5 separate regions of the Mus musculus genome follow, and all the other regions are linked to region 1. A link is a contact called in public HiCAR-type and promoter capture Hi-C data. All regions are on one chromosome and are shown on one strand. Each heading gives the region's core, a stretch centred on a gene start, on an enhancer-like site or on the middle of the called end of the contact. The rest is flanking DNA. Distances are from core to core; before and after follow the strand shown. Region 1 holds the start of Nck1 (non-catalytic region of tyrosine kinase adaptor protein 1). Region 2 holds the start of Slco2a1 (solute carrier organic anion transporter family, member 2a1). Region 3 holds the start of Ryk (receptor-like tyrosine kinase). Region 4 holds the start of Nmnat3 (nicotinamide nucleotide adenylyltransferase 3). Region 5 holds the start of Anapc13 (anaphase promoting complex subunit 13).

Region 1 (6,060 bases), core at 1,781-4,280:
GAATGAAATTTCTTTAATATAAATGTGGCTGTGAATTAATCTGGTGACTGTATTTATTTATGTTATGCTAGTCCCCAGTAACTTCACAGAGAAATCAAGATTTATTTAAAACTACGCCTCATTACCCATAGTTAAGTGATCTATCCTAAACTTCTGCGCTAATGTGGCTACCTCCCAGCCCCATCCCGTGATAATGACCCAGCTCTTCAGACCCCTTCTTCATGGCTCCACTTCCTCCATCCTGCTGCTGATCTGAATCTCCCTCTCTCCCTCTCTCCTTCCTCTGGCTGGTGGGTGCGACTGTCTTTTCTACCCAGCCACTGGGTGATCAGCATTTATTGACAAGGCACAGAATAAGAACTGTTTTACACACAAACCTGAGACAGGAGATTCTTGGTATAAGCATTACAATGCTGTGTCTGGACTGAAACAAGGTATGAGGGCAGAGAAATCAGCATTTGATTAACACAGTGTATAAAAACATTATGCCTACAGTTTTATCCTTTTTAAAAAATTTTTATGCTGTACAATGTCCTTTCAGGGTCATAGTTCAGCTCCTGTCACTGTGGTCTTTAGAAGACGAGTTGGGTTCCTAGCACCCACTCGCAACTAACAACTGTCTGGTATTTCAGTTCCAGAATTTGGTGCCCTCTTCTGGTCTCTGAGGGAACTGCATGTAAGCAAAACCCATCACACATAAAAGAAAGTTGGTTTTTTTTTTTTTTTGAATTGCTACTTGCTTCTCAGTAGAAACAAGAGCTAGAAAACATCAGAATGATCTACTGAAAAAGTACTGAAAAACAACTCTTTAGTGAAACAACTCTTTCTCATTTCTTGTAGGATAAACTCTAAGGACCTCAGCTTTCCTAACACATTGCTTCAAATCTAGCCACTGTCTGCTCCATCAACATTACTATAATTGCTTAATGTCTTTAGACTTGGTAACTCCCTCCCAAGCCCTTCTTTTTGCTCAAATAGTCTTACTACACATTTCCCTCTCATTGTGGCTTAATGCCCATCTGTCCCTACATACAACTGTTGATATGGTTAGCACAGAAATAATACAGGTTGGTTTAAATCTCAATATCTGACACTGGTGTGGACTCAAGATCTGCAGTGCCTATTTTAGCACCTTCCATACAAGGTAGACTCTTTCCTATAACAGCATAACTATACTAAATCCAGAAGTTAAGTTTATTTAGTAGGGCCCACTAATGTTTACACTTCAATATCAAGTCTGTGATAACTTCTTGATAGCAGATAGGTAGGATTTTCTTCCTCCTAAACATTACTGTATGATAGGGACACTAAACTAGGTCATTCTAACTATATAAGCTGTCAATAGCTTACTGGGAAAGGTCTTAAGATATGGAGGATTCTTATTTCCTTTATTACCCCAAATATCCTCCTTTGGAGTTAATGGGGGTCAGCTGCCTGTATGTTTTTGCTTTTGAGATAGCATCTCTCTATGTAGCCTTGACTGTCCTAGGATTTGCTACATAAACCAGGGTGGCCTTGAACTTGCAGAACTTGAACCTGTCTCTGCATATATATATATATATATATATATTTGTCTTTTTGTTTTTTGAGACAGGGTTTCTCTGGGTAGCCCTGGCTGTCCTGGAACTCACACTCAATCTGTAGACCAGGCTGGCCTCGATCCACCTGCTTCTGCATGCATCACCCCCTTCTCTTCGGTATGTATGTTTTTAAATATATAATTTGCATTACTTACTTTTGATACTAACAATAGGCAGAGTATCCTTTCCCCAGTTTTATGTTCTACTTTTCTCAACTAAACTCAGGATTAAAAGGGGCTACAGGTAACTTGTATTTTACCTAGGGCAGGCCACCCATGTATTTATTAACATGCAATTAAGTTAAAAGCAGAAAACAACTTTTTAGGATTTACAGGTAGGGCTTGTAGTATAGCTAAAGGAAGGGGCTGAGATTCAGTGATTAAGAGCGCTGGTCTTCCAAGGGGCCTGAGTTTGATTCCCAGCACCCACAGGGTGGTTCAAAACCATCTGTAACTCCAGTTCCAGAAGATCCTATACCCTCATTTGACCTCCATGGGCAGCAAAATTATACACAAGTATAACACAAGTACACCAAACACTCGAACACACAAAGAATAAAAATGAATTTTTAAAAGATGAAAGGAAGCTGTATTAATTCCTCGATTGTTGAGGATGATGTGCTAGGCACGAGGTGGGCGTGGGTGAAACAGTTCTTTTAATAGACTTTGCAATCTAGGTATATGGGTGCAGCTACGCTGGAGGCAAAAACTCGTGTTTCCATAAAATTACCTAACCTAGAATGTTTCTTTTAGGTGCCACACCCACACTAAGCAACAAAGGTGATTGGGAAATAGTGAGGCAGGTTATGAGTCGCTGTAAGGCAAGTTAGGAAGGAGAGCCGATTTATTGATGCCTTCCTTGGCAGGTGGCTGGGACTGTGCCACTGCCATACTCACCCCTAGGGCAGAAGTAACTGTCCTTTTCACAGGACTGGAAGCCGGGAATGAAGGCTACCCACGCGCCAGGGCACTCGGAAGTTGCTCGCAAAGCTTATTTTGGTTGTGGTTTTCATTAACAAACATCTTACATTTTTCCCCCGAGGCTTCATTTTCTTTGTCGCTCCCTGTCCCTAAGATCTGCAGCTGGTCGGCCCTTTCAGATGCAGGCACCAGAGTAGTCTGGGTTGAACTCGGGACCGCTGTTCGACATTAATGAGCGATTTAAAATGAATGACAGGTTTTAGTAGCAGTGGGAGAGGCGGAAAGTAAGCAGCCACCGAGGAGGCTAGGGGAGAACAGGGCGGTGGGGCCCGGCGCTCCTCACCTTCTGTCCAAAGGCCGCGCAGTCTCAGCTCAGGGACCACTCAGGGCCCGCGCTTGATTGACAAGCCCGCTCGCCCAATCCCGGAGCGGCGCATTCCGCTGAAGCGTCAGGGGCGGGCGCAGGAGGCGATGGAGCCTATTAGATTGGGCGTGGAGCGGGTTTCCTGCCCGCAACGGTCCGCCCACCGGTTGCGCGCGCCCCGCCCCTCTCCGAGAGCTACGCGGCGGCGCAGCACAGGCCTCGTGCGGTAACGGCATCCGGGCAGCCGCGGTGGCGTCCCGGTGCGGTCCTCAGGTGACTGGAGCCGAGGGCTCGGCGGAGGGAAGGTGAGACGGCCTCGCTCGCGTGCGGACACACGCACAGTCCTTTCGGTCTCCCGGTCGGTCCGCTCTGCCTGCTAGTCTCTAGTCGCTTCCTCTTTCCCCGGCGAAGTTGGCCCGGGGGCGCCGTCTGCTGGCGGCGGAGCGGAGCGGAGGGGGCGGGGAGGCCGCTCGGCGGAGCTCGGGTGTCCGCGGTGCAGCCCGGTGACCCCGCGGCCTCTGGCCTGAGCTGCGAGCGCCGGTCGGGGAGGCGGGCAGGCAAGTGTGCGGCGCGCTGCCTCGGCGGTTCTCCGCAGAAAGCCCTGTCGGCGGTCTGTGTCGGTGTCCGAGGCCGGGACGGTAGGCTGGCAGGAAGGGCGCTCTCACCTCCAGCCGCCAGCCTGAGGAAGCCGAGAGGGGGGACATCCTCGGGGCGCGCCCTCCCCTCCCCCTCCCGTTCCGGAGCAGGAGAGATGTGGGTGTCCGGGGGCTGTTGAGGTGGGGTTGGTCCAGGAAAAGCAGTCCTCTGGGTTGGTTTCGTACTGTTGTCGTACGGGTTTCCGTGCTAGGTCGGTTCAGTGTTAACAGCTGGGTTGGAAGGAAGCTGGTTTTTTGTTCAGGGTTGAGGACCGTAACATGACCGGTTAACGTCGAGCCGAGCTGAAGTCACCCGAAGAAAAATACTGCCCTTAGTTAGGAAAGAATTCACAGGAGTTAGGAAAGAACGAGATGAAGAAAACTTCCTGACCCCATCTTGGGTGGGGAGCAGTGAGAATCCAGGGTTCGGCCAAAAAAACGGGTCAAGTTTTGCAAGAAGCGTTCCATTTTCAAAAGCTTTGGTAGCTTGATGATGATCAATCAGCCTTAACGGTTTCTTAAGCACCTGGAAATCAATTGTGTGCTTTCAGCCTTTAGCGACGTCACAACATGAACAGAGAAATAGTCCAAGGAGAAAGTTTTGATTGATCATTTTCAGTCTTGTTTTTAAATAGATATTCTCTTCACATCGTGATAGTTAAGTCAAAGCGTATGCGTTGGTTGATTAGTACTTTTTTTTCATCGTGGCCACATGTGGTGCTTTCTCTGGGAAAACTTCTGTAGGAATTGGCTAGAGTAACTAAAGCGTACATTGTGTTGATGTCTCCGCTGTATGTATGAGCATTATGTTTGAAAAGATTTGCCTCCCCAGCAAGCATTTTAAATTGTTTAGGTTTCCAAGCCCAACAGATCCGTGTATTAATAAGTCGACACGTTAATGTATTGCCTTATTAAACATTGAGTGATAGTTTATGCTGCTGATTTTCTAATTTGAGAACTTCGTTCTAGAGTTCAAGGCTTGTTGTGATTATTATTGTAAATAAATTCCTTCTCAGGAGAACTTGAAAAAAAATGAATTAACTCTGGCAATGTGGAAGAATGGATGCTTTCAATGCCAGAAAATCAAATGATTATTTCACTGTTAAGTAAAATTGGAGGAAACGTGAACTGAGCATTTAACAAATCCAACAGTTTGACGACAATTTGACAGGCCTGCCTGATTCTCACTTTAACCTATCAAGGAAATAGAACTTCAAAGTCTTCCCTTCACAACTGATGCCCCACGCCTCCAAGCTGTCTTTCATTAGCGATACATTAGTAGCATGCTTTCAGGAACCCAGACATAAACCTTAACATTGTACTGTTTTTTTGTAGTTGTTTTCTTTAAAAAAAAAATCTTACCTTTGTATTCTTATATATTGTTTTTCAGTTTCTGAACTACTCAGTAACTCTAACTGGATTTTCTGCCTGGAGGATCTCAAATGTGTTCTGCCTGTGCTGATCTTAAAATAATACTTTGAACATATTTTTCACTGTTTAGACACTAGTAATATCTTTCCTCTAGATTCCAGTCTTTTAAGGGTTTATTTTTATTTTATGTGTTTTGTAGTGTTTTGTACGACATGTGCTGTGGACTCTGGGGACAGAACAGAGATCCTCTGCAAGAGCTCTTAACCACTGAGCCATCTGTCCTAATACAGAAACATTCTCTGCAAACTACTAACTTTGCAAAGGAAAAGTTCGCTAAGCTTTCCTTCTTCCTTAATTTCCTTCCTCCCTTCCCCGCCCTCTCTTCTCTTTCCCTCTCCTGTCTCTTTTGCCTTCCCTCAGTTTTGGGGTGAGACCAATGGCTTCTCATAAACCTTTGAGGTGTATCATCAGTCTAAAGTTCTATTTTTTAAAAAAGTGATTGGTTATTATATTTTCTACACCCAGAGTCAGGACAGCTTGTGAGGGGTCAGTTCTCTGTCCCCCACAGAGGTCCCATGAAGTGAACTCAGGTTTTTAGGCTTGGCTGTAGGTACCTTTAACTACAGAGGCATCTTGACACCCATCCAGAGTTACATTGTTTTACATATTGTTAAACATTTTTAAAAAGTGTGTGCTTGTATGTATGTTGAGGGCATGATATGTGCACAAGAGGCAGGTGCCTGAAAAGGGAGGCCAGGAGAAAGTGTCAGATACTTACAGGGGGTCACAAGCCTCCTGTTGTAGGGAATCAGCCTTGGATCTTTTGCAAGAACCATACTTGAATTTAACTGGAGACATCTTTCCAGTCCCTAGAAATTTAATTGTGATTTGAGTGAAGGTTGTCAAGATTTTCTGTTACCTATGTTAAACTGAGTCTTTGTTTGTTTGTTTCGCACGCCCTCTTTCTTTTTAAGTTAGCGCACAGAGCGGTGTGTTTTGTGATGACATTTGCTTGTGTAGTTATTGCTGTGCTTTTTTCTTAAACATCCTTTCCCCAGCTGACTTTTTTTTTCCCCTTGCTTTTTAATTTTATATGGATTTGTGTCATGATATCATGGAACGTTGTTGAAACACTGGAATCTAGCCTTTTGTTTTCTAGATTGAGAACGTGAAATCCATGCTAAATATCT
Region 2 (6,060 bases), core at 1,670-4,169, 2.5 Mb before region 1:
AAATAAATAAATAAATAAATAAATAAATCTCACAAAAATCAAAACAAAACAAAACAATAAGCTAAAAATGCCCAAGCTAAACAAAAAGCCCACAACAAACAAACAAACAAACAAACAAACAAAAATGGGTTTTGTTTTATCTTGGCCAGCTACCCCGGGGATACGGGTCTGCTCTGAAGTGTGGTTTGATATTCACAGGGACACTCCACTGAAGAAAACGGATGTTTGCCTTTGTTGGTAAGTATCAATTACAAATAGCATCTTGGTTAGAGGTGGGACTCACTCTCCCACCTCAGTACCCTCCTATCTGGCTTGACCTGTGCAGGCTCACAGTGTGGTGTCAAGGATGGAGACCAGGGCGTCATTCAGAGCTGGTCTAACATTGAAACCGGAGCTCCTGGACAACATCGAATGCGATGCCTTGTTTACAGAAGTGGGGCTCACCCTGGGGAGGCCCAGTTTAACTCTTACCCTAGGGCATTCTTACTGAGGTGCATGGTGGGAACTATTCATGACACCCACTCTTTCAGAAAAGGACCCCAGAGGGCCAAGAAAGGTGAGCCATGTGTCTGTCCTGAGTGACCCAGGAAGTGAGTGTGGCCGGGCTGGGCCGTGGATCTGTATTCTCAGACTCTACTCCTCCCTCAGATCATGTGGCACATGGGTTTATAGCAACATCCGCTCTTGACAGTCCATCCCAGTGACAAAGATGCCAGCAAAGTGACAAGCTATTGGGCTGGATGTCCCTTGTCACCTGCCCCACTTGTGTCACTTGTGTCACCTTTCCCTTGCTGGGAAGGTATAAGGTAATCACCCAGCCTGTTATCAAGAGGAGAAAATCTCCCTTCGAATAGCAAAGGCCCAGGCATAGAGTCACCAGCAAGAAAAAGCTTAGCTAGGATCTCCACTCAGGTGTGCCTAGGGTCTCCAGGACGAACCTGGCTAAGGTGGGGGCTCTCCAAATTGCCTGTCATCTGATGCTTATTATCCTCCAACCAAGGAAATGTTTTAACAGACTCAAAACCTCTTGACTGATAAGAGCTCTTGACTCTCCCTTCTGAGGCCAACTGGCCTAGGTCCAGGTCTCAGGCATGAATCTCAGCATATGAATGTGGGTTTTATCTTATTTTTATATTTTTCAACGAAATGGCTGCCACCCACTTATTCTTAGGGGTTGGAGGTGCTGAGTCACTCTTGTCACCCTCACCATCAGGAATCCTGGGACAGCCACCTCTCTTTCCATTCTTGGGGAAAATGAGAGTGACCTCCTTCTCGTGCTGCCACAATCCCATTCCTTTGAGACCACCCATCCTTTAGACACACCCTTTCCTTCTAATTAGCAAGTTTTAAAAAAAATCTCCATAATTCTCCAAGTCCCTCTAAATTGGTAGAACCAAAATAATAAATGGAATTCCCATCCAGGTCTGGCTAGAGGGGAGGAGATCTGAGGACTGTTTTCAATTACCTCCAATTTTCTGTGTTAGGAATATTCCAATGGGAAATCAAGGTAGCCCTTTAAAACCATGGTGGTGGTGGTGGTAGTAACAAAAGAGGGATCCCCACGAGGAACCCCAGTTCTACCAGTAACAGCCTGAGGCAGAACATGCAGGTGGCATTCGCTCTGCCCCACCCCACCCCCCAAACCCCAGTCTCTTTCCGTTAGACACACATAGCCTGTTCACATTTCTCCAATCCTTCCATGTGAGGTCTGGGCACCCATTACATCTAAGGTAGGAATTGTGGGAAATAATCTCTCTGCACCATATGCTTGCCGGACCCCAGGGCGCCTGGATGTCTGACCAAGGTCGTCTAGCCCCTTCCAGGAGATACCTTCTTCAGGAACCTCTCTCCCAAATATTGTGAGGACGCAACCATTCCAGGTCCTTCAAGACCTGGGGGAAGTGGACCCTACTTTTGACCCTTACCAAAGAAGGCATTCTCATGCTAACAGCTTCCTCTTTTTTCTATTAACTCCTCATAACTCTCAGGCCACAGGCACCTCTGGTGGCCTTTCTCCATAAACCTCGAGTGCCTGCTGTTTTCTTGAGACCAGGAGAGCTGGGGAATCCTCAAAACTGCTGGGAGCTATGCAGCCAGGTAGCAATCTAATCTGCGACTCCCAACTATTGCAAAGATGAAAACCCAGGCAAGGAATGCAGGCTTCTACCATCCACTGAGACAAGGTGCCTGTGCTCTGACTTGCATCTCAGGCTGCCCACAGCCTGTTGCCCACAAGGTGCTGGCTAAACTCCTCTGCATCCCTTCTCATTAAGGAAGAGCGCATACCCACAGCAGAGACCCAACAGAATTCCCTGGAGGTGTTCTTTCTCCATGGAAGAACAGGACAGTTCCCCTTTACAAAGTTACGTCTGTTCTGATTATTACTCCCCACGAGAGCCTATGAGCATATGCGCGCAACACACACACACACACACACACACACACACACACAGAGAGAGAGAGAGAGAGAGAGAGAGAGAGAGAGAGAGAGAGAGAGAGAGAGAGGTGTCGCCCCCTCACGCTCACGCTCACGCGCCGGGCCAGGCCCCACGGATGTGGCACCGGGGACAGAGAAGGGAGCCGGGTGCAACCCAGAGCTCCCGGACTGGCCTCATCGACGTCCTAGGTTGTGTCACCCACTCTGCCGCCCTCCTGCCCCGAACACGAACACTACTCACAACACTACTCACCTTAATGTTGTTGAAGACCGAGCGGGAGCAACGTCTGGCTGGGACCGAGGAGGTGCCGCTGCCCTGGCGTGCTCCGGGCTTGGGCAGGAGCCCCATCGTGACTGAGGCGACGTCCCCTGACCGGGCCAAGGTGGTGGCGACAGGCCGGGGTCAGGTTCTGCGGGACTTGGGTGCTTCAGGCTTCAGCGGCGGTAGCCGGGCTATGGGGAGCGAGACGTGGAGACTGAGCGAGAGAGTGAGCGCCCAGAAGTTTTTATAAGTGGCAGCGATGATGAAACGCGCTCTCTCTCCTCCCTCTCTTCCTCGGGTGTCAGAGGTGCTGCTAGCCCCCGCCCAGCCGCTGTCGCCTCCCCCAGGCAGGTGTCTTGGGTCCTGGAGTCGCGGCTGCGGAAGCCCAGAGGCTCTGGGACTCGAGCTGGGTGAGCCTTGGCTGCCTATCAGGTCCTGCTGGCCAGGGTTGAGGGTTGGGGGTAGTGTGTGGGGAGATGGCGGGTCCCCGAGGAAGAGGAGACCGCGTATGGAGGAGGCAGGAGGCTGCAGGCCAGGAGAAACCTGGGGATTTAAGGTGGGCGCGGCACTGGGGAAGGGGTGGGGAGCTAGAGTGGACTCGAGGGGCACGGGGTGATGGAAGGGAGCGAGGAGTCTCTGTGGCTCTTGGGGTTGTCCAGAGCAGGGCTCTGCGTGTCTGCACTCGCTCCGCAAACCTGGGCCCTCGGTTCCGGTGATGGCTCTGAGACTCGCTGCCCAAGCTCTGTTTGTGCTGAGGACTGATTTATATTTAAACTGCTCTTTGCGCTGCAGAGGAGGGTGGGAAGGCGTAACAAGGTGGAGAGGTGGGGGCCGCCCCAGGGCTGGGCTCAAACTCACTGGACCGGAGCCAAGGTAAACTGCAGGCGCTGTCGAGTGTCAGCGGGTCTGGCCTGAAGTGCTGGGGGTTGGGACAAAAGGAAGCGCTGGTCTGACAGGGATTGCCCCAACCCTGACCTCCTCTGCGAGGCTGGAGTGAGCAAGATATTTTTTCCTCTCCTGGACTGGGACCTTAGGGAAAGAAGGTGAGCCTTTTCCAGAAAAAGACAAAATAGATCCCGCAAAAGCTCTTGAGGCAGTTCGGAGGAGGCGCCCTTCCAGCTTCCTACTCTATTGTCTTGGGCAGAACCACCTCTTCCAGCCCAGCCCAGGAAAAGATGCTGTCAATATGGAGAACAATATGGGTGAAGGATGGAGCCCACTGCTTCGTTATTTCTGAAGGCTGATGTTTTCTCAACTCTGGTCTGGTCGGTCTGGGGACTTCTTCCTACGCACTAGCAAGCGAGGCCAAGGACTCTGGACACAGCAATAATCCAGAGGCTGTTGGACAGTGGGCAACTTCTTCGTTGCTTTGTTCACCTGCAGAGAAAAGTACAGACAGACTGGCTCACTGGACCACCGTGGGACACAGGTAGTTAGAGGTGACAGTGTACACTGGACACAGAAGGCCCCATCCATGGTGGATTGTGCCTGATGCTATGTAGATTTCTTGTACCACCAGTGCTAGATCTAAGTGAGAGAGGGTTGCTTTGATGATCTGGACTTTACAGGTAAGGATGCCAGAGGGATCAATTAGAGGGACCAAAGCCACACTGCAAGGAAGTAATAGAACTAGACCCAGAACTCAGTGTTGCCTGATGCCAAAGCCCAGCCATGAAGCACTCTTGTGTAGAATGAAGGAGGGTGGAGGCCAGAGGACAGCCCCACGTGTTTCTCAGATGTCTTCCATCTTGTTTTTGAAACAGACTCACTGGCCTGGCATTGACCTGGGGCTGGCCAGCAAGCCACCTGTCTCTGCCTCCCCAGGCCTGTGATTATAAGTGCCTGCTGCCATAATTGTTCTCTTTGATTACATGGGATTGAACTCAGGTCCTCCTGCTTGCCAGGCAGGCCCACTACTGACAGCTATCTCTCTAGCCTCAGGCACTTTTAAAGTTATCTAGTACAGCAATTGCATTTCACCCTGGGGCCTCAGTGATTAGAGTTTCTTCCTCAACACGTGTCCTTCCCAGGTAGATCCTTCTAGTAGACTCCCAGGGAGAATCCAGCTCTCCCGTGTAGATGCTGTCCTGCTCCTTTAACTTTGCCCTCGGCCTGGTATCACGGCCAGTGTGTCACCTCCAAGGGTAATGCTTACTCAGAAATGTTATCAAGAGAGTTCAGCTAAATGCAGTGGCGTCTGACCGCAATGACTCCAGTGAGACTTATTTGTCTGTGTATGAACATGGATACTCTACGGTATGGTTAAGGGGAAGGTTTTTGTTGTCGATGTGAGGGAGAGAACTGACAGAGACATCTGGAAAGGCCCAGAGCACAGAGAGAAAGCAGTAGACTGAACATGGCCAGCAGCCCAGACCTGGCCATGAGAGAAGCCGAGGAAGAGCAGAAAGACAGAGAAACCTAGAGAAGGGAAGGAGGAGGGGGAGGAGGAGGGGGGAGACAAAGAGATTGAGATGGGGGGAGGGGAATCAAAAAAGAGGGATCGTAGTTGAACCTGCAGGGCTACAAAGGGAATGAGTAACCACCAGGATTTGGGGGAAAAGGAGCTCCCTTGGAACACAGTCTGTTGTAAGAGGTTGGCTGTTGGTAGTTAGAGGGTCATGACCTGACACCCTCAGGGTTCCTTATGTGGCTCCCATGACTAGGGCTAGCTCATGGTCACAAGATGGCTGCTCCTCCTCCAGCCTCCTCTCTTTATTCCAGGAAAGAAGTAGAAGACAGGAAACAGGAAAGGGCCAGGCTCACAGCCGAGAAGCAACTTCTCACACACTGACTTTGCCTTAAATCTTGTTGGCTGGACCACAGAGTAACCTCCTACAAAGGATACTAAGAAACGAGCTTCACACAAATGGTGCCCTCCAGGGTAACATTGAAGTTCTGCTAGGGAAAAGAAGAGAAAGGTTGTTGTATCAACACTGAGTGTCTCCACGTGGAGCTATCCGCATCCTCAAAAGAGCATCACCAGTATCTCTCTGCTGGACTTCCCAACCCTTGGTTTCAGGAAATATTTTTTAGTGCTAAAAACACAAGAGCCCAGTCCCAGTGCACAGTGGCAGGCCCTGGTCGCTAAGCCATTCTGTCTGTGTGGGGAGAGAGGAGGCTTCTGCCATGTTACAGAGTGACTTGCACACAGGAGCTACGAACATGCAGGAGAGGGGCCCCAATGCACTCAGGACAGCAGGTTGGGGAACTATCTGAAGAGGTAACTGTCAAGTGACCCCCTAAGAATAAGGATGAGGAGGAGGGATAGAGGGAAGGAGGGTACATCTACTCCCTGGTGTCATTCTGTCTGGAGTACACAACCAGGAACAACAGGAATACTTGAGGCTGGGGAGAGACTGGA
Region 3 (6,060 bases), core at 1,999-4,498, 2.3 Mb before region 1:
GCATAGTCTCACAAGAGACAACTGGGTCCTTTCAGCAAAATCTTGCTAGTGTATGCAATGGTGTCAGCGTTTGGAAGCTGATTATGGGATGGATCCCTGGATATGGCAATCACTAGATGGTTCATCCTTTCGTCACAGCTCCAAATTTTGTCTCTGTAACTCCTTCCATGGGTGTTTTGTTCCCAATTCTAAGAAGGGGCAAAGTGTCCACACTTTGGTCTTCGTTCTTCTTGAGTTTCATGTGTTTAGCAAATTGTATCTTATATCTTGGGTATCCTAAGTTTCTGGGCTAATATCCACTTATCAGTGAGTAGATATTGTGTGAGTTCCTTTGTGATTGGGATGTTTTTTAAAATTAAAAAAAAAAAAAACCCACCTGCCCTGGGGAGTCTGATGAACAAGGAGGACCCCAGAAGACAAATGTTCAGTCCACACTAGTCTAGAAATTCCAAAGACAACAAGGGAAAGACAAACTCCACCACAGTTGTGTGAACTACGCCCACTGGGGCAGTGGGACCTGGAGGGCAAAAAGCCCAAAGGCAGGGTGCTGATGGCTTCTGGTTCAAGGCCTTTTTGCTATTATCCAATTGATTTCTATTATGTGCAGCTAATGTCTGGATTAAAAGCACTTCTCCTATCAAGTACAGCCAGCTCCACAGAGTTGTCACTTCCAACTTCCAAGTTCTCACCTGGCATTCTGAACCCTGGGTCTCAGCAACACTGTAAAACTGACACTAGCTTGCCTGAGCTTTTGGAAGTCACTTAACCCTTTACGCAAAGGAAAACGTGGTGGAAAGCACTATCTCCAACAGTCTCGCACGTACACACCATCACAGCCACACTCAGGAGGCCCAGCAAACGTCCCAGTACTTGCACTTTGCCACCCAGACAAAGCCAGATGGGAATCCTTCAACAGCAGCACAGCTGAGGGAAACGTAAAGGGACAGAAAGAGGCCCTGGTTCTGCAAGAGGACTATCTAGAGACCACATTGTAACAGGACAACTCAGCTTGCATGGAACTGAAATACCTAAGGGTGGATGGGAGCATTAATGAGCCATGCTCCCCACTCTATTTCACACACTACTGGACCAGGTGCTCATCCATCAGGTGCCCCCTCAGCTACTGTCCTAAGAAAATCAGTTCCAGGCTACAAAGGTATCACTTCACGTACTAATGAACAACAGTCTCTTTTTTAACATGCCATAATCAAACTTCTAAATGCACATGCCCTTCAATAACTTAGTCTGCAGCCAGGAAACACTGTCTTGTGTGGGTATATATTATATATGTAATATATGAAATAAACCATGTTACCTTCAGCAAGTTACTGAAAGCCTTACTTTTCTCATCTCCCATAATTGCCCCACTGGGTAACAAGAAACTGAAACAACATGTTTAAGTCCATATCAAGCCCCAGCTAGATGGCTCAGCAGGTAAAAGCACTTGTCGTCCAGTCAGATGACATGAGTTTGAGCCCTGGGACCCCCTATTAATAGTGGAAAGACAGCCCACACCTTCAAGGTGTCCTGTGACCTCCACAGAACACATCGTGGTACACACACACCAAAATAAATAAAAGTAACAGCAAAACTCTAACACGCAACGGTAGGCACATGTACTCGTCTCTGTCTGCTGCCAGATATCTCTGTCTCCCTACTTCCATCCTGGCTAAGGCAGGAGAGGAAATACATGTCAATAAAGTCACAATTACGTAAGTTCTTTTAACAACAACAAAAACAACCCTTACAAAAGCACGCCTAGGAGCCGCACTACAAATCGTTATTTTTTCCCAAGCCTTTCTCCCATGCTCCAGGCGTAACTCAGATGCCATTTCAATTCTGCTAGACTAAATTCAGCTAATTCAACTAGACTATAAGGAAGGTTAAATTAGGATGTTAGGAAAACACAGTTCTTTAGTTAAAGCCGATAAACCTACACATACAACTATGTCTAAACAGTCTGCTAAAAGCAGTTTTCATTCCGAGGCTAAACTCTCTCAACAGACCCTAAGAAACTCTTCTAACAGGCAGAAGGCTCTCTGTGAGCTTGAGGCCAACCTGGTCTACATAGTGGATTCCAAAACAGCCCAGGCTACATAAAGTCCCTGTCTGGAAAGGAAAAACAAAACAAAACAAACAAACAAACAAACAAACAAAAAAACCTCCTCTAATACACACATACGCATACACACGCGCGCGCACACCACACACACACACACACACACTTGGGGGAGGCATACTCGCTCACTAAAAAAGTGACACTTAATGGATATTTAGGGGGAGACCTTTCCAGTTCCAACACTTCACTCTAAAACACCCCGATAAAAAGTGAAGGGACTGCCTTAATGCACAAAAGACGGCAAAAGCTGGGTATCCCTAACTATCAGAGACTTCCTTTTGATGGCTGGCCAGGCCTTCCTTCAAGGGCTGATTTTCAGAATGCACAGAGTTCCAAGCGGAGGGCAGAGTCGGACTCCCCAAACAACGGGCTAAACAGGTAAACGGAACCACCGCCGACGGACCCCAAAGCCAAGTTCTCCTCTCGCTTCAGGGTCTGCAGAGTAGGCAAGTGGCCTGGAACGGCAGCATCAGGTCACACTCAAGGAACCCAAGGCAAACCCCGATGCTTGGGATCCGGTCGGCCCGAAGGTGTGCAGGATGCCACACAACTCAGGGCGCCCGGCTCACCTTGCCCCCCACTCGCTAACCAGAAAGCAAGCGCACGGCGGCGGCGTGGCCTGTGGGCCACCCACAGCAGGCTAAGGAGCGGCCACCCGTGTCCCGAGCGCCGACTCCGAGGCTCCGGAGCTCCGCGGCCTAGAGTGACACGCGCAGGGAGGCTGCAGAGAGGGAGAGAGAGAGAGAGAGCGCGGGCGGCGCAGCGGCAGCACCGCGGGCTCACGAGGCCCCGGGAGCCGCGCCACTCACCAAGCAGCCGGCGCACCTCGTCCTCGCTCAGGTAGAGGCTCACGCTGGGTCCCGCAGGAGCGGCGGCCAGGGCCGGGGACCGCGGGGCGGCGGCGGGCAGCATCGCCAGCAGCAGCAGCAGCAGCGGCGGCGGCGGGGCCCTCAGGCCGCCGCTCCCCGGGACGCCGCCCCGGCCCGCGCGCATGGCCGCCGCCGAGCAGGAGCGTCCGCCGCCCGCCGCGCCGCCGCGCACCCCGGCCCCGAGCGCCTCACAGCCCCGAGCCGGGGGCGGCCGGCCAGCTCATCGCGCCGCCGCTTCAGACCCGCCGCCCGGGAACGGGAGGGGGTGGGGGGGCGAGCTGCGGGCGGAGACGCGCGCGTGCGCGTGCCCGCCGTGCGCGAGGGCGCGCACGCATGTGCCGCCCGACCGAGAGCGCCTGGTTCTGGGGCGCGCGTGCACGGGAGAGCGTCTCAGACCTGAGGTCGGGGTGGGGGCCGCGCGTAGGGGTTGGTATAAATAACATTACGTTGTTTGCCAGGCTGAAACGCGCGAGGAATAAAGGAAATGAGTTAAAGAGACACAAACTAATCAAAAACAATAATGAAGTGCCCTGGCCAGGCGAAGGGCTCTAGGCTAATATAGCCAGTCCCCAGCCCAAGTCGTTGAGGCCTAGAGTCGGTTGGTCTCTTTATTCTTCCCCAGGTGCGCCCTGAGTCTTGGATGCTGTCTCAAAAGAAAAGAATGCTGTTTTATTTAGTGAGAAGGGACGGGTACGTAGAAATCTTCCCTTATCCCACCATCAGAGGTCAGCCTCTAGTTAGCATGTCTGTTCCCTAAAATTCACATGCCACACACTTTCCAGAAAGCAAAAACAAAAACAAAAAAAACTCATAAAACCTTAGTAAACTTTTTATTTTGTATTTTGGTTTACAGTTTGTTTGTTTGTTTGTTTGTTTTGAGACAGGGTCTCACTATGTAGCCCTGGCCCGCATGGAACTTGCTATGTAGACCAAGCTGGCCTTGAACTCACAGAGATCTGCCTGCCTCTGCTTCCCAAGTGCCAGGATTAAAGGCCTGTGCCACCCATGCCCAGCAAGCTTATTTTTACATGTGACGAACTTTTATTATCCTAGTTCTCCTTTACTGTAAATCAACCTGTATCTGGGCTTTTAACCTGTGGTCCATGCCAGCCCCCCCCTCCAAAACATGGAATGTATGTGAGTGTGTGCTTATGGCTGTACATGGCTGTCTGTGTGCATGGGTGCTTTCACATACTGGAGAGTGGTTTTTACATTTCATCCCTTGCTCTAGGAAGCCCTTGTCTCCCTAAACCGGTTAAGGATCTCTGATACATCCCAGAGACTCTGATGAAGAATTTGGGGAAGCCCCAGTCAAGCTTACTCCACAAGCCATCACTCAGGCTGGCTCCCAAGCATCCCTTCTCACTTCCTCCAGAACAGGGTCATCCCATCCCTGTGACCCGTTCACTGACCTTATGCCTCCCTCCTTGCCTGTGGAGAGCAGCTGCTTTCTGCCCGGCCTAGCTTCAAGCTCCCAGTTGCCCATCCACACGCAGGCCCTGAGAGATATTACCTGTATCCCCTGCCAGGGCAGGGAGAGAGACCGAAGAGGAGGATAGTTGGATCTTGATATTTTTCCCCCCTCTCTCCTGTAGTGAGAGGGATGGATTCCATTTGGAGACAAGCTGGCCTCAATTTGTCAAGCTTCAGTTCCCCAGCACAGAATACAGTGCCCTGCAGGAAGAGACCAGGAAGTGGGCATGAACTGAACAAAAGCATGCCATCAGTGAATGATGAAAAACACAAGTCACCTGTGGCCACAGCTACCTCGTAGGGAACCAGGGCCCTGCCAGGAAGGACTCTAGGAACCTATGCTGTGAACAGGGCTCTCTACTCAAGAAAACAAAGGGGGTGGGGGCGGAGCCGTCTTGAAAGCAAAGGTTTGCTGTCTACATTTTTTGCAGCAAGCTAATAATCTCCAAGAATGGAAGCTGAGTCTTCTAGAGGCTGGTTTACTTCCATATCTTTAGCCAGTGACATCTTGAGATACTATGATACAATATATCCCAAAGGTGTCAGTCAAGCGGGACTAAGCACTGGTATTTATCAATGGTGTGGCCTTGGGAAAATTAAACTCTCCTAGCCTCGGTTAAGCACCAGCGGTAAGGCCTGACTTGCAGGGCTTTTACAAGGATTTAATTGGAGAAGCTATAAATAAAACACCTGGGCGGACACTGGGTGACTGCTACAATTGTTATGATTACTGTTGACATAATGAACCCTTCCTTCTAATGGCCACTTCTGTGTAGTTTCATCACCAAACAGTTCAAATGAGGTATCCTCCAAAAGTCCCTTCACTAACCCCCCCTGCATAACCCAGAGCCTGTACCCAACATGAATTTTTGCTGTATGAAGCACACTAGGGTGCAGGAATGCCAAAGAGCTTCCTTCAGTACTTACAAGGATGTGAGCTTTCATCCGTGCTATGGGGGAAAACTTAAGGGTCTCTGCGTGTGACTCCCAAACCAGCTGCTTCACCGGGGAATTATAGAAATGCAAAGTCCTAGGCTCAAACCCGACTAAGGAGATAAGGAGAGGAACAGCTGGAATTGGGGGGCCAACCTGTGTTTCCGTGAACCCTAAAGGTGATTCTGGTATTGGCCCCTCAGCTAAGAAAGGCTCAACTCCTGCCTCTCCTTTGATCTGTTACGGGTGCCTCCCCACGCCCGTATCCACACCCCCACACCCCTACCACCCCCAGGGCACCTGCCTGCTACTGTCTCGCTCACTCAGTCTGTTCCCAACAGCCAAAGCCATCCTGTAAAACACCAGCCGGATGCATTATTCACTGGCCTTCTGACTGCCAATATCTCTCTGGCTCATCTAGAATAAAAGCAAAGTTCTTGCAAGGAGAGAAGGCGGGTCTCAAGCCCTACCTCTCCCTTGCCTTCTGACTGTATCTCCTACCTTCAGCTACCATGGCTTCAATTATGGCTTTCTCTCTCTTCCAGTCTTAGGCGCAATCCTTCCTCAGGAATGTTTGTTCTGCCAACATCTTTATTGCTTCTTTTCCCACCTCCTTCACATCTATATTCACATATTGATCTCTGAATAAGAAGAAAATTGCAACAC
Region 4 (6,060 bases), core at 901-3,400, 2.2 Mb after region 1:
TGTGTATACCATACAATATATACATACATAATACACATATATGTATTAATAATAAAGAAAGAAAGAGGCATGAATTTGAGAGAGCAAGGAGGGATATACAGGAGGGTTTTGAAGGGAGAAAAGGGGGGATGATGTAATTATATTATAACCTTAAAAATATAAAGAAGATATTATAAATACACACACATGTAAATGCCAAGCAGCTGACAGGTGTTTCCTGAAGCCACTCTCTCAAATCTGTGCTGGTCTCAAGTTCTGAGGGGTCCTCAGCAAGGGGCCAGCAGAGACGGTGCCTCAGGGGAGAGAGCTGCCAGTGGAAGAGCTGCCTCTTGGGGCTGGCGGGATCAGGTGGTGCTTGCTGGGAAATGTGTACCTAGACCAGCAGTTCTCAACCTGTGGGTCGCAACCCCATTTGGGGGCTCACATAGATATCCTGCCTATCAAATATTTAAACTATAATTCATAACAGTAGCAGAATTACAGTTCAGAAGTGGCAATGAAATAATTTTTATGACGAGGTCACAACGTGAGGAACTGTATTAAAGGACTGCAGGAGCAGGAAGGCTGAGAACCACTGGCCTAAATGCTAAATGGAAACAAGGCAGCTTCCCTCACAAGGCTCAGAGTCCGCATGGTAAGTGGCCAACCTTGCACAGGCTCCAGGAGAGCAGGTCTTGTATCTGGCTTCTCCTAACCCTTAGTGTCAAGGGAAAGGCATGAGCCAAGTGTTTCCAAAAAATGGTTAAACCAGTCCTCAACTTAGAGAACAGGCTGTATTGTGAGAGTTTACTCATCTGTCAGAGGGGAATGTACTAAGGCGGGGGGGGGGGGGGGGGAAGCTTACTCTGAGACAGACACCTCAAGTTCAGTCTTGAGGAGCAGAGATACCTTCACCCCTGCTGTGCCCGCTGCTGTCTGAACAGCTCTGGCAGCTGCTTCCCACAAACCCATTTCCTGGTAGTACAAGCAGTCCCATCTTAGAACAGTGGCTTAAGAAACTGCCGAGGCAAATGCCCTGATCAAAAGCAACTCGGGTAGGAAGCCTTTATTTGCCTTGCTCTCCCAACGTCACAGTCCCATTAATGATAGAAATCCAGGCAGGGGCTGAAGCTGAGGCCATGGAGGACCACTGCTTCCTGGCTTGTTCTCCAAGGCTTGCTCAGCCTATTACAACTAAGGACCACCACTGGGGTGGGGGACGTGGGAAAGGGTGTGGTGGAATCCCCCACTGTGGGCTGAGCCCTCCTACATACATCAGTAATCAAGAAAATGCCCCCACACCCTTTTGGTCAGGTTAGTCTAATGGTGGCATTTAAAAACTCCAAGTTCTCTCTTTCCAGATGACTCACTTGTTGACGTCGACTAACTAGGACAGGAACTCGCAGGCACCAGCTCTCTGCAGGACGATCCCAAGGGAACCTCCTTCCCAAGCCTTACTTTATGTCTGGAATTCCGTCATTCACGGGGTAGCTTTAGCTCCAGCAGGTTTTGCTGACGGGAAACGTAATAAAACTTCTCCAGCACCCTGCGCTTTTATTTACTTATCTTAAAAATTATCTCCACAGCTCCTACTAATTTGAACTGTCATACTTTAATGTGTGTGGTTTGCCTTTGCTGGAGGTCTCCTCGCTAGTCTGTGCTCTGCGGGGCAGCACGCTACACGTGACAATCGCTGGAACCCCACTTAGGCCAATAGAAAGAGAACACTGAACAATACGCTGTAATTGTCACACACTTACTTTTAACTGACTGTAAACGTGCTGCAGGGGGGATCCGAACCCGTGTCAGCTCGAGCCAATCGGTCAGAAAAGTGACCGTGGGGCTAGCGTGGTTCTGCGCTCCACAGCCATCTGACTCTGTCGTGCGCGCGCGCGCCCGAGTCGCCGCCCCCGAGAGTCACGTGGGCCTGGTAGGTACGCGGGGACTCAAGGCTTCGTGGACACCCACGCGGGCGAAGCAGGCAGCCAAGGTCGCTGGCTGTGCTTACCTGCGCGTCGCGGGGCTCCGCTCAGAGTCAACAGGGACCGCGGATCTGCTGCTCGACCAGGATGGGTCACCCCGCAGATCGCCCTAAGACTAACTAGTCTTGACCCAGGCTGGGGGCGGAGCCGCGAGTGAACTTGACCTTGCGCTCCCAGCTTCCTGCTGTGGGCGGAACTCCCGGGAGACAGAGCGGAGCTTTGCCCCGCCCCCTCAGCGACCTAAGACCACGCCCCGTGCCCCGCCCCCGCTCTTCAGGTCCTCAGTAGATTGTCATCTGTGGCCTTTCTGCTCTGTGTTTTCATTTTTTACTTTTTTTTTTAGTTTTGTATTCTGTTTGTTTCTTTCATCTAACTTTCACTCTGGTTTTTAAAAGCCTGAATTAAAACCATATCAAGCAATGTATGAACAGTTCTTAAAGTATAAAATAGCTACTTACAATGAAAGAAACAAGCCCCTCCTGTTCTGCTCTACCTAGAGCCCTTTTTCATCAGTCCCTTCCTTGGATGGTCACTTTTTGTCGCAAAAAAAAAAAAAAAAAAAAAAAAAAAGAAAGAAAGAAAGAAAAAGAGCTTACATAGCGATTTCTTGATTTATCTATTGACTTTCTGCCATGTTAGATGAGGATTTACTCTTCCTGGGCCCCTGCTTCCCTCTTCTGACACATTTACACCTCTATTCTCCAGCTCTGCCTTGGTGAGGATAAAGGTTGTGGGGGGATGGGGTTCTGAAGCTGGCACAGTTTGGGGGAGGGGAAAATGGGGGCTATTTTAGAAAGAAAATACAATTAGGACTTTCTGGCAAGTATATTCATTCATACTAAGAAATTGCAACCGAATCCTTGGAGATTCAGGACCTACTCCCGGAGGTCTTTGTGTAATTTAGAACCTTAATTTGCCTCGCTAATGCAGAGTAGTTTCTCAGCCTCCCATAACCCTCTATAACTGCCCAGCCCTCACAAGAAGCTTCACCGTGGCCTGTCAATCCTAATGGAGTGAGTTGCAGGGTGGGGGGAAAAATCAAGGGTGATGTCAAGGCTTGTGAATGCTAAACATTTAAGCTCCCCCCTCCTCCTAGCCACAGTGATAAATCAACTCCTGGGTGGAGAGCTAGCTCTGGACCCAGTTTCTATCCCCAGTCTCCCATGATATTCCCAGGCTCTTAGGAAGGGCCACACCTTTGCCATTAATCAGTATGTGGGCACACAGGTAGCCCCACTAAGAAACCAGGGAAAAGATACCTCCCCACTCAGGCAGTAGACCCTGTGCCCTTTGCGTTTCTTCTGGGAAACTTAGGGTACAATGCACCTCCATAAAGTGACCCCAAGCAAGCAGCTTTACCTACTCAGGTTTCAGTTTCCTTCCCTGTAATCAGTAGAAACAACCCTCTACCTCGATGGCTTTGGAGGAGGTTCAAGCAGCACGATAGTAGCTAAGTGTACAGTGTCCTTTGGATAGTTTCTTACTGATGCCAGCAGCGTAGGTGGTGTGTCACAAAATTTGGAGGCATCTGTGAGCATATGTAGTGTACACACTCCTACAGGTTGGTTTACTTTCATAAATTAACCAAAGGCCAAGTCTTTCTGAGTCAGGACCCGGGGCTGTGGAGGCAGAGACTAGACACAGCCAGCCAGAGAGAGCCTGAACAATGACTTCTCCTTCAGAGGAAGATTTCCACCCTGCATCATGGAAGACTGAGGCCTGGCTGAAGAGAAGACTGGGTGAGAAGCACTGTGTGCTTTGGGAAGGCAGCACAAACCTTATATAACAGCCAGGCTTTAGCTAACATAGCGGGGAGAGGCAGGCCTGAGAAACCCAGGCTGGACCGAAGCCTAGCTGCTTTTATTCTGAAGGGGAATAACAGGATCCCCGTCACAGCTGGCTACTCCATCATAAGTAGAATGGGAGCCTCTGGGTACATTTAATTTCTCTATGACCCTGTTCACTAAAGGAAGACATCTAGAGATACCATCACAGAAAGGATTTGATGGAGAATATGTGCTTGAGTCTCTCCTAAGTAGACTATGGTACGTGCAGTTGAGTGGAAGTTTATAAGGTATAAGATTGCAGGTAAGTAGAATAGTTTAGAGGGCAGGGCAAGTGCACAGTGAGGAGGCATTGTTAAGCCAGCACTCCCCTGTAACACGTGATGAGAATCAGCATAATCTTGAAGGAATAGTCTACAAAGCAGTATGCCAAGCATGAACATGGCTTGGGATTATCCCGCCCAAGGGAAATCTGCAGGAGGCGAGTCCCCAGGGAATAAAAATGAGCTGACAAATTAGCCTGTGTTTTTTGAACAGTTCTGAAATGATTTCTAGGCATGAAATTACCATTACCAACATGAGATCAGCATTTGGATAACCGTTCTCTCTCTGCTCCTGTCTTCTGTCAGTTAACACGTTCTGAGGATGTCTCCCTCACTAGGAGCACTTTGGACAGCCATCAATGCATAGCTAGCTGAGAATGGTCATCTTAGGCTGTGTTCTGAGGACCTTCTGAAGAACTGGTCCTCAGAAGAACTGCACATGGGACGATTGACTGGCCATCCTCCGCATTTAGTGAGGCAATTCTTTCTTACCTTGACTTCTAAGTTCTCCTTCGGAAAGAGCAAGCTTTGGTCGAATAAAAAAATAGGATGTGTGAAAAGAGACTGGTGGACTTTTAAAATGACCAAAGATGGCGGGCCTTTCAACCACTGCAAGTGCTTCAGAAGGCGGGTGCTCTCTTACAACCAAAGAGCAGACAGCATTGGTGGCAAGTCTTTCTTTTATGGCTACTGAAGCCAGCCTCCACTAGAAAGCCTCTATGTTGAGCAAGAATGATGGGCCTTTTAAACTTGGAATCAATCTACACCATACAGAAGCCTGGCTGGCTTACATCACAATTAGGCTAAAATCCTAAGTCTCTCCCATGGCCTGCATAGGCATAAAAATGCCCCCAAGGCTCTCATAAATTACACCATGCAGTGACCCTTCCTAATCTTTACTCTCCTTGGTTTTGCTGCTCTTTCTTGGGACACTGTTGTAGTTTTAATGCAAAATGTCTTCCAAGTGCTAGTGTTTTGGGCACTTGATCCTGACTTTGTGCACATTTGGTATTGGAACACAGTGCTTAGCTGGTTGACATAGGCCACTCCACAAGGAGCAGGCATTGACTGTCATAGCACCCAGCTTCTGATCCTCCCTGTTTTCTTGATCTGGCAAGCAATAACAAGTCATAGCACAAGCCCCCAGCACACTCTGCTTCAGCCACCATGCCTTCCCCAGTGTACGCACAGTGGCCTCTTCCCTCTGAACCGCAAGCCAAAGTAGATCCTTTCTCCCTTAAATTGTTTGGGTCAGGCGGGTAGTCACAGAAGGAGAGGAGAACGTGATACAGGTGCACCGGCTGTGTGCATCAGAGCCTGCACGGTACTTCTCGCCCACCCAGGGATATGCTCCACCTACTCTCAAGGCCACCTGCCCAACTCCTTAGCTTTTCAGTCAGCCAGGCTGCCCCCAAGGAATCACTCCCATACACCACCGCTTTCATAGTATTTTCAACCGGCCTTTGAGGTACATTTCTACATTTTAACCTGTCTCTCTCAATGTATACTAACACAGTCAGGAGAGGCCGACTCTTCCTGATATAGTCCCACACCTAGGCAAGTGCCTGGGACAAAGCAAATATTCAAAAATCATGTGTTAAACAAATGTACAAATAAAGGATTGAATTGGGTGAATGACAGGAATATTGTGGATAAACACAAACCTAAAAGTCATTCTAAAATTCAGACTTCCAACTGGCGGAGACCGAGCTCTTCCCACACTAGAAGAAATTGTTGGAGCACAGGAAGGGGGAGACGAAGAGGCTGAGCTGCATCCCATAATCTGATTCATAATTACAGCTGGAGTTTTTGAGTGAGATTTCTTTTTTCCTATTTTATATTTGACCTCAGTTTCTGTGCTAAATATTTAAGTAAAGGTTAGCTTGAAAAGCTGCATACTCATTTAAAAGTCGTAAAAAGAAGAAACAGGTTCCCCTGGTCACCTGAATAATTCAACGTGGTATTCCACGGCTTCTGTTGGTGTTGGCGAGC
Region 5 (6,060 bases), core at 2,009-4,508, 2.1 Mb before region 1:
CACCAGGCTGCTAGTGGAACCAGAGAGCAACACAGGTCTTCAGAATAAGGTCCTAGAAGACACTGCGTGGAAATGTAACTTTCTTTTATCTTTACCATCTTATACAATCACCCTTCCCTGCTTGTGATGTCTTTGACGAGTCTCTGACTTGACTCAGACCGACTTACCTGAGTGTCAGCTCCTGCTCTTGAAGCCCTCCCCTACGATTTGGCACAAGTCTCCACCCGTCTTGGCCCAAACATTGGCAGTCTAAAGGCACAGGAGCTAAGGGAACAGCTGGGTGACACTGAGCTGGGATGTGTGAAGTGACCAACCATAGGCCAGCTGCTAACTCTCAGGGCAGGAACAACGTGGCCAGCAGGGCTTACCCAGGAAACCACTTCCTTTCTTAAACAGCATCCAGACTGAACTCAACAGAACTATCCAAGATCAACGGTGGCAGCTCCAGGTTCTCTATCCCTCTGGGCGTCCTCCTTTTTGTTTGTTTTTTTGAGAGTCTCAAACTCTCTATAGCCAAAAGCAGCCTTAAGCTTCCAATCTTCCTGCCTCCACCAATGGGATTGCAGGCCTGTGCCACCGGCTCTGGTTACAGAACCAGGGTGTTGTGTATACTACAGTTAAGCACACTGCCAACCGACCTCCATCCCCAGCTGAGGGGGCCCTGCAGGAGTCCAGGGAGGGAAGCAAACTGTCAGGTGAGAATGAAAACTGGGTTCAGACTGACTTTATCAGTCTTGCTTAGACTTGGGGGGTCTGATGCTAGGCGGTTTACTCCGAACAAACTTAAACATAGTATGATTTGGAAGAAAGTTTCCTGGTGTAATAACAGTTTCTGGTGCACAGGGAGGTGCAATTACATTGAAACTCGACTTAGGGTATGTTATTTCTTCCAAGACGATGGGTTCTAGAGATAGGTTACCTGTACTAGCTTAAGGGTCTAAGGAAGGTCATACAATAACATAGACATCATCTGGTCTCTTAGCTACTTCTGGAGCTTAGGGAACCCCTGCTTATCAGGGTCATTTAAATTACTAGCCACCCTCGGTCCTGGTTGTAGGTTGATGTGGCCTGGCCCAACAGATAACGCAGATCACCAGGCTGTCAATCACTTCCAATTCCCAGCTTTGTGGACTGAACAAGTTTTATATCTCTCACATTGGAAGAACAATCCTGCATGCTTAACATCTCGGCCTCCCTGGATATGTGAGGGTGCAAGAACTTTTGTGCTGTGATCCCAACACCCAGCCTACTTCCTTCTTGAAAGAAACAATGTATATGTGTAAGTTCGTGTGGAAGTCAAAGGACAACTTGGGGATTTTGGTTCTCTTCTTCCACCAGGCGGGTCCCAGAGATTGTACTCAGGTTGCCAGGCTTGGCAGCAAGCGCCTTTAAGCCACTAAACCATCTTGCTGGCTCTCTTCAGTGCCTGGTCCAAGTGCTCAGGATGCTTGCTAAGCTCCCAGACCACAGATTGTTCCACATTTTTCTCCTGAAACTGTTGCAGTCTAACTCAGTCATCAAGCAGTGCTTTTGGGTTTCTGGCTTCCAAGTTTGTTCCTTATCACAAACACACCCTACTGTGCTCCCTGCCACAAAGTGGCAACCCAAGGAAAGGTCTTGTGAGGATTAGTACCAGTGGCTCTCTCAGGAACTGTTCTGTTTCCGAGAGAAGGGAGACTCATACAAGAAACAAACTGTGCTACGCGGCTATGTGCTTGCCTCCAACAGAATAAAGGCAAGCAAGCTAGCGCTATCTACCTAGTCTGTAGGAGGGAAAGGGCTTTTTACTTTAAAAAATTAAACAACCTGGGGCCTGGGAGGAGGTTCAGTGGAGTGAAGTGCTTGCTGTGCAAGCAAAAAGACCTGAATTCAGATTCCTGGCACCCGCAGAAAAAGCCTGGCACGATGGCACACTTGTGTTCTCTGGGAAGCTGCCAGGCCAGGCAGTTTAACTGAATCAGAAAGCTCCAGGTTTAAGATTCAAAGTAATAAAGGAAGACACTGATGTTGACCTCTGGCCTCTACACTCATCTACAACTCCACCTGTACGCAGAAATCTCCCCCACCACCACAACTTTCGTGTACGCGTATACACACACACACACACTGAAGCTCCCTCTGCCACGTTAAAACCAGGTGATAACTTAGCAGTTTTCCTCAGACATAACCAGACCCTAGCTAGTGGATAACGCAAAGCCAGCTGAAGGGCCACTTCTAATCACCCCTCAGGGTTTGACAAGCCTTTTGTTTTTGTAGCTGAGCCTTGGGCTGCATTTCACACCTTCTGGTGCTGACTTTCCCAGTCCCTATGGATTGCACCTTTTTCTAAAGTGCTCTGACTTTCTCTCCAGCTTTTCAGCAGGCTCTGTCCTTGAATGCTTTGCTGCTTGCCTCAAATGATCTATGAAACAAGTCAGGTCAGCTTTGTGACTGACTGGCAGGGTACTACTGTCTCCAGCGGTAATGTAAGGATACCCAGTCTTTCCACAAGTTCGCCTCAATACTTTGTAACATGACTCTCTTCTACATGCTTAGAAACTAGCACGCTTTTCACCCACCCCCGTCCCTCATCACTTATGCTTGGCCGTCCTTCCAAACACATCTATTTTCCTGGGTCAGGTGCTCGGGTGCTCACCCTTTACGTAAACAGAAAGTTCCCCCGCTCCGGATACCAGATAATATCAAACTCTCAGCTCTCAGATTGTTTCCTTTAGACCCCAGGCTGAGTGCAGTCCCAAGGGTCCATTCCTTCACCAGTCCCCTAGATCTCTGGGCACAATACGTGACAACAGGAGGAAAGCTTGTCACATTGCCCGGATATCTCTTTCTAGACATTAGATGCGTACGTCCTATGAGACATACACACCTTTCATGCACACAGCTTTGTAAATGTATTTCTAAGCTACGAGCACGGCGCCTACACTAAAATGGCCCTCGGAGGCCACCATCCTGGGACACTACAGTCACCCGCTGCAGCGACTTCCGGTTCGAGGGGTGGGAGGATACTACATGCGGAAGTGCAAGGGGGGAGGTCGAGCGTCGCCATGGGGGCTCCGTTCCACTCCGCACAGCGTGCAGTAAAGAAGTGGCTCTGAAGCTCGGTTGAAAGTACCGGCCCGCGCCTCTGGAAGCGGTAGACGCCGGAGTTCGAGGGCGAACGCTTGGCCACCCTCGGAAACCCGGGCCGCGGGCGCGAAAAACCCTTACCCACTGCGCGCGCGTCGGCTTCCTCCCGGCCCCGCCCTTCTTCTGGGTCACGTGACTCGCGGCGCTCTCAAGCCCCGGATGTGGGTGAGTCCAAGCGCTGCGGCAGGGGGCGGGACGGACAGCGATTTGTTGTGACTTGCGCGCATCCCCGGCCGGAGGAACGGCGGGCAGGCCCGGGGGCGCGCTCCGCCGGAGGCGCGCTCTGCCGGGGGCGCGCTCTGTAACCGACCGCATGCCCCAAAGACGGGCGAGCTGCGGCTAACTGTGGTGCGGTCTCGGCCCTGGCCACGGTGGTGCCGCTAGGCTCCAGGCCTCATGGCCCGCGGCCGCAGCTCGTTGCGGCCCACCTGCCGCGGGGCTTTCCAATGCCGGGTTGCGGCTGCCCGGTCGTCGCGCCCCTGGGTTCCTCCTCCTCCCTATGGGACTCTGGGCTGGCCGGCCAGGTGCTTCGGCCTGCGGGAGGGCGGGCTGCGGGCTGTGGGCTGCATGGCTCCCGGGAAGGGACCCGGCTGCTGCTGCTGCCGCCGGTGTAGGACCAGGCCTTAGCGTTAGCCGCCCAGCGGGAAGCCCGCAGGGTTCCTTGGTGATGTTAGTATGAGAGGTGCGGAAATGTGGCGGGAACCCCTGATGGCAGGGGAATTGCAGATGGCTTCACGCTTTCAAGTCAAGCATAGGAAACAAGATTGGTGGAGTGAAAGTTTGGAAAGGGGAATTCCACAACAGCGCTTTCACGCGGAGACACTTGACAGTGAATGGGCTTTTGTCCTTTACAAAATCGTGGAGTTAGTGCATTCTGATGTCAGACCTAGTTTTCATTTACAGACTGTAGACTTGTTGCCAAAAGTGCTCCCCATTCTCCCCAACTAGCGCTGGCTCTCCTTTGTAGCTATGATCTGGAACTTGCAGTGTAGACCAGGCTGGCCTCAAACTCAGAGATGGGCCTACCTATGTCTCCTAATTAAGGATCCGCGCCACCTCGCCTGGCTTTCTTGAGGCCAATTTAGAGTTTCAAAAATGTATTACTTTATTATAGCTCTTTGTACAACTCGAATATTTGTATTTTATATTTTGTATGTAAGTCAGAGATCAATGGCTATAGTTATCTTTAGCTTTTTACACTTTTTTTTTTTGTTTTGTTTTTCGAGACAGGGTTTCTCTGTGTAGCCCTGGCTGTTCTGGAACTCACTCTGTAGACCAGGCTGTCCTCGAACTCAGAAATCCGCCTGCCTCTGCCTCCCGAGTGCTGGGATTAAAGGCGTGCGCCACCACGCCCGGCTTTTACACTTATTCTTAAAGGCTGCAGCTTAACGATATGATGAAACGAATTATCTTATTTGGAATGCAGCGCCATTTTTAGGTTAATTTTTGTCCCGTGCTCTCTGTCTTTTACTGTGTCGTCCTCAGTGGTCAGTATAGTAAAGGAGGCTGCGAAACTAAAGAGGGTTAGAGACTTAAACCACAGACACATGTCCCTTTAAAATGTGTATATGCTGAAGTTTCAGAAACAATGGAGATATTGTTAATCATGCTGCTGCTGCTTCCTCCCGTGGAGCGGTAGGGACCGGTTACTTAGGCTTTCCTGTACTGTGTGGTGGCTGATGGTGACAGCATTAGTCCACACTGTCATAGCTTAAGGTGCTCCCCATGCCAAAGGCTAGAGTTGCTTTTTTAAGTTTTACAAAAACCACAGTACTATTTTTACATCAGTACAAATTTATAAAAAGCACACAGTGTCAGTGTCCGGTGAGTTCAGGTTCTTCAGCTATTCCATATGTGCTTGTAATACCAAAGTTGTAGACTTGTAGACCAAAGTCCTACAGAGAACTGTCAGCTGCATTCGGTTGCTAGGCCTTCAAAACCCTCTAATCAATAATCAAAACCCTCAATTTCTTTCTTTCATATATATACATATATATTATATACATGTATTATATGTGTATATATGATATTTTCTTTATTTACATTTCAAATGTTATCCCCTTTCCTAGTTTCCCCTCTGAAAATCCCCTATTTCTCCCCCCCCCCCAAGCAGGTTCTTACCTCCCGTTTCTTTATCACTCAGGTTTAGCTGGTTGTATATATTTTTGAATTTATGCCTCTACCTCTTCTATGACCTCTCCTTCACTGGCTAAATCTTGAACTACACTATCCAGTGTGGCAGTCATCAGCCAGCCCTGACATTTTAAATGAACTGTTTGGTTCCCCAGATGCATTAGCCACATTGGAAATGCCCAGCACACACAGGCTGCCTAGTGGCTATTGTCTGATTAATACTGATAAGATGTTTCCATAATTACAGAAAGTTCTGTTGCAATACAATGATCTTTTGAAATACAGTGTTAGATTCAGCCTTGATTTTTGATGGCAGGTACAAGAAAACTCAAAGGTATAGGTTTTATATTATAAAAATTATCTGTTGCGTTCATTGTCAGGGAGACTTGTAATGTCTGAGTCACCCCACTAGGGATGTTAGAATTAAGCTGTGTATGTCGGGGTTCCTGTGCTGTTTGCTCAGTTGAGCCACCATGAAATTGCCCAAGAGCCTTTGGTCAATAGGGAGCTCTTCATGGCTAATAGTGCCTGGGCCGATTACTGAGTGAGAGCCACCGTGGTGCTTTCTAGTGGCGTCATGTGCCCAGTGCTGCTTAGCTGGCACTCTTATGATGAACTTGCCTTCCGCAGCTGACTATCCTGAAGTACAGTTTGTACAGGAATGGCAAGCAAAATGCTTAACTCCGTTCCTTTCTTTTCAGACTACAGCAATGAATTGGTGGCCTAGCAACCTCCAAAGGTAACCCAAGGGCTCCACCTTAAAACAAACAGATAGACTTGAATGTGTTTAAATCTGTGACG

The links. Promoter capture Hi-C pulls out the DNA fragments that hold promoters and counts their contacts. HiCAR-type assays count read pairs that join an accessible place to other places.
Region 2: a promoter capture Hi-C map of embryonic stem cells shows a contact between it and region 1, with 2.4 times the contacts expected there. The contact joins the promoter of Slco2a1 here to the promoter of Nck1 in region 1. A contact is called at or near these places in 2 of 39 promoter capture datasets (embryonic stem cells and liver).
Region 3: a promoter capture Hi-C map of hippocampal neurons shows a contact between it and region 1, with 4 times the contacts expected there. The contact joins the promoter of Ryk here to the promoter of Nck1 in region 1. A contact is called at or near these places in 1 of 39 promoter capture datasets (hippocampal neurons) and 1 of 115 datasets of contacts at active chromatin or transcription factors (astrocytes).
Region 4: a contact with region 1 is called in a promoter capture Hi-C map of pre-B cells, with 4 times the contacts expected there. The contact joins the promoter of Nmnat3 here to the promoter of Nck1 in region 1. A contact is called at or near these places in 1 of 39 promoter capture datasets (pre-B cells) and 1 of 484 Hi-C or Micro-C datasets (B cells).
Region 5: a HiCAR-type map of astrocytes shows a contact between it and region 1, with 5 times the contacts expected there. The contact joins the promoter of Anapc13 here to the promoter of Nck1 in region 1. A contact is called at or near these places in 4 of 39 promoter capture datasets (the C10 cell line, embryonic stem cells, liver and 1 more), 1 of 484 Hi-C or Micro-C datasets (pre-B cells), 1 of 115 datasets of contacts at active chromatin or transcription factors (astrocytes) and 2 of 9 other capture datasets (adipose tissue and liver).

What each region holds. Positions count from the first base shown.
Region 1 is chr9:100,543,104-100,549,163 of GRCm38.p6, reverse strand. It overlaps Nck1 (non-catalytic region of tyrosine kinase adaptor protein 1), which reads left to right and starts at 3,030. Exons shown (of 4, transcript NM_010878.3): 1 at 3,030-3,169. Gm46139 (synapsin-1-like) reads right to left here. Exons shown (of 2, transcript XM_017313741.1): 2 at 1-3,707. The coding sequence ends at 3,060. It also overlaps a transcript of Slc35g2 not described here.
Region 2 is chr9:103,005,346-103,011,405 of GRCm38.p6, reverse strand. Slco2a1 (solute carrier organic anion transporter family, member 2a1) reads right to left here and starts at 2,919. Exons shown (of 14, transcript NM_033314.4): 1 at 2,691-2,919. The coding sequence starts at 2,786.
Region 3 is chr9:102,832,108-102,838,167 of GRCm38.p6, reverse strand. Ryk (receptor-like tyrosine kinase) reads right to left here and starts at 3,248. Exons shown (of 15, transcript NM_013649.3): 1 at 2,929-3,248. The coding sequence starts at 3,112.
Region 4 is chr9:98,292,660-98,298,719 of GRCm38.p6, reverse strand. It overlaps Nmnat3 (nicotinamide nucleotide adenylyltransferase 3), which reads right to left and starts at 2,150. Exons shown (of 5, transcript NM_144533.3): 1 at 1,740-2,150. Gm46126 (a long non-coding RNA gene) reads left to right here. Exons shown (of 2, transcript XR_001779264.2): 1 at 1-634; 2 at 1,341-1,523.
Region 5 is chr9:102,623,494-102,629,553 of GRCm38.p6, reverse strand. It overlaps Anapc13 (anaphase promoting complex subunit 13), which reads right to left and starts at 3,258. Exons shown (of 3, transcript NM_181394.3): 1 at 3,208-3,258. Cep63 (centrosomal protein 63) reads left to right here and starts at 3,430. Exons shown (of 17, transcript NM_001081122.1): 1 at 3,430-3,650; 2 at 5,961-5,998. The coding sequence starts at 3,573.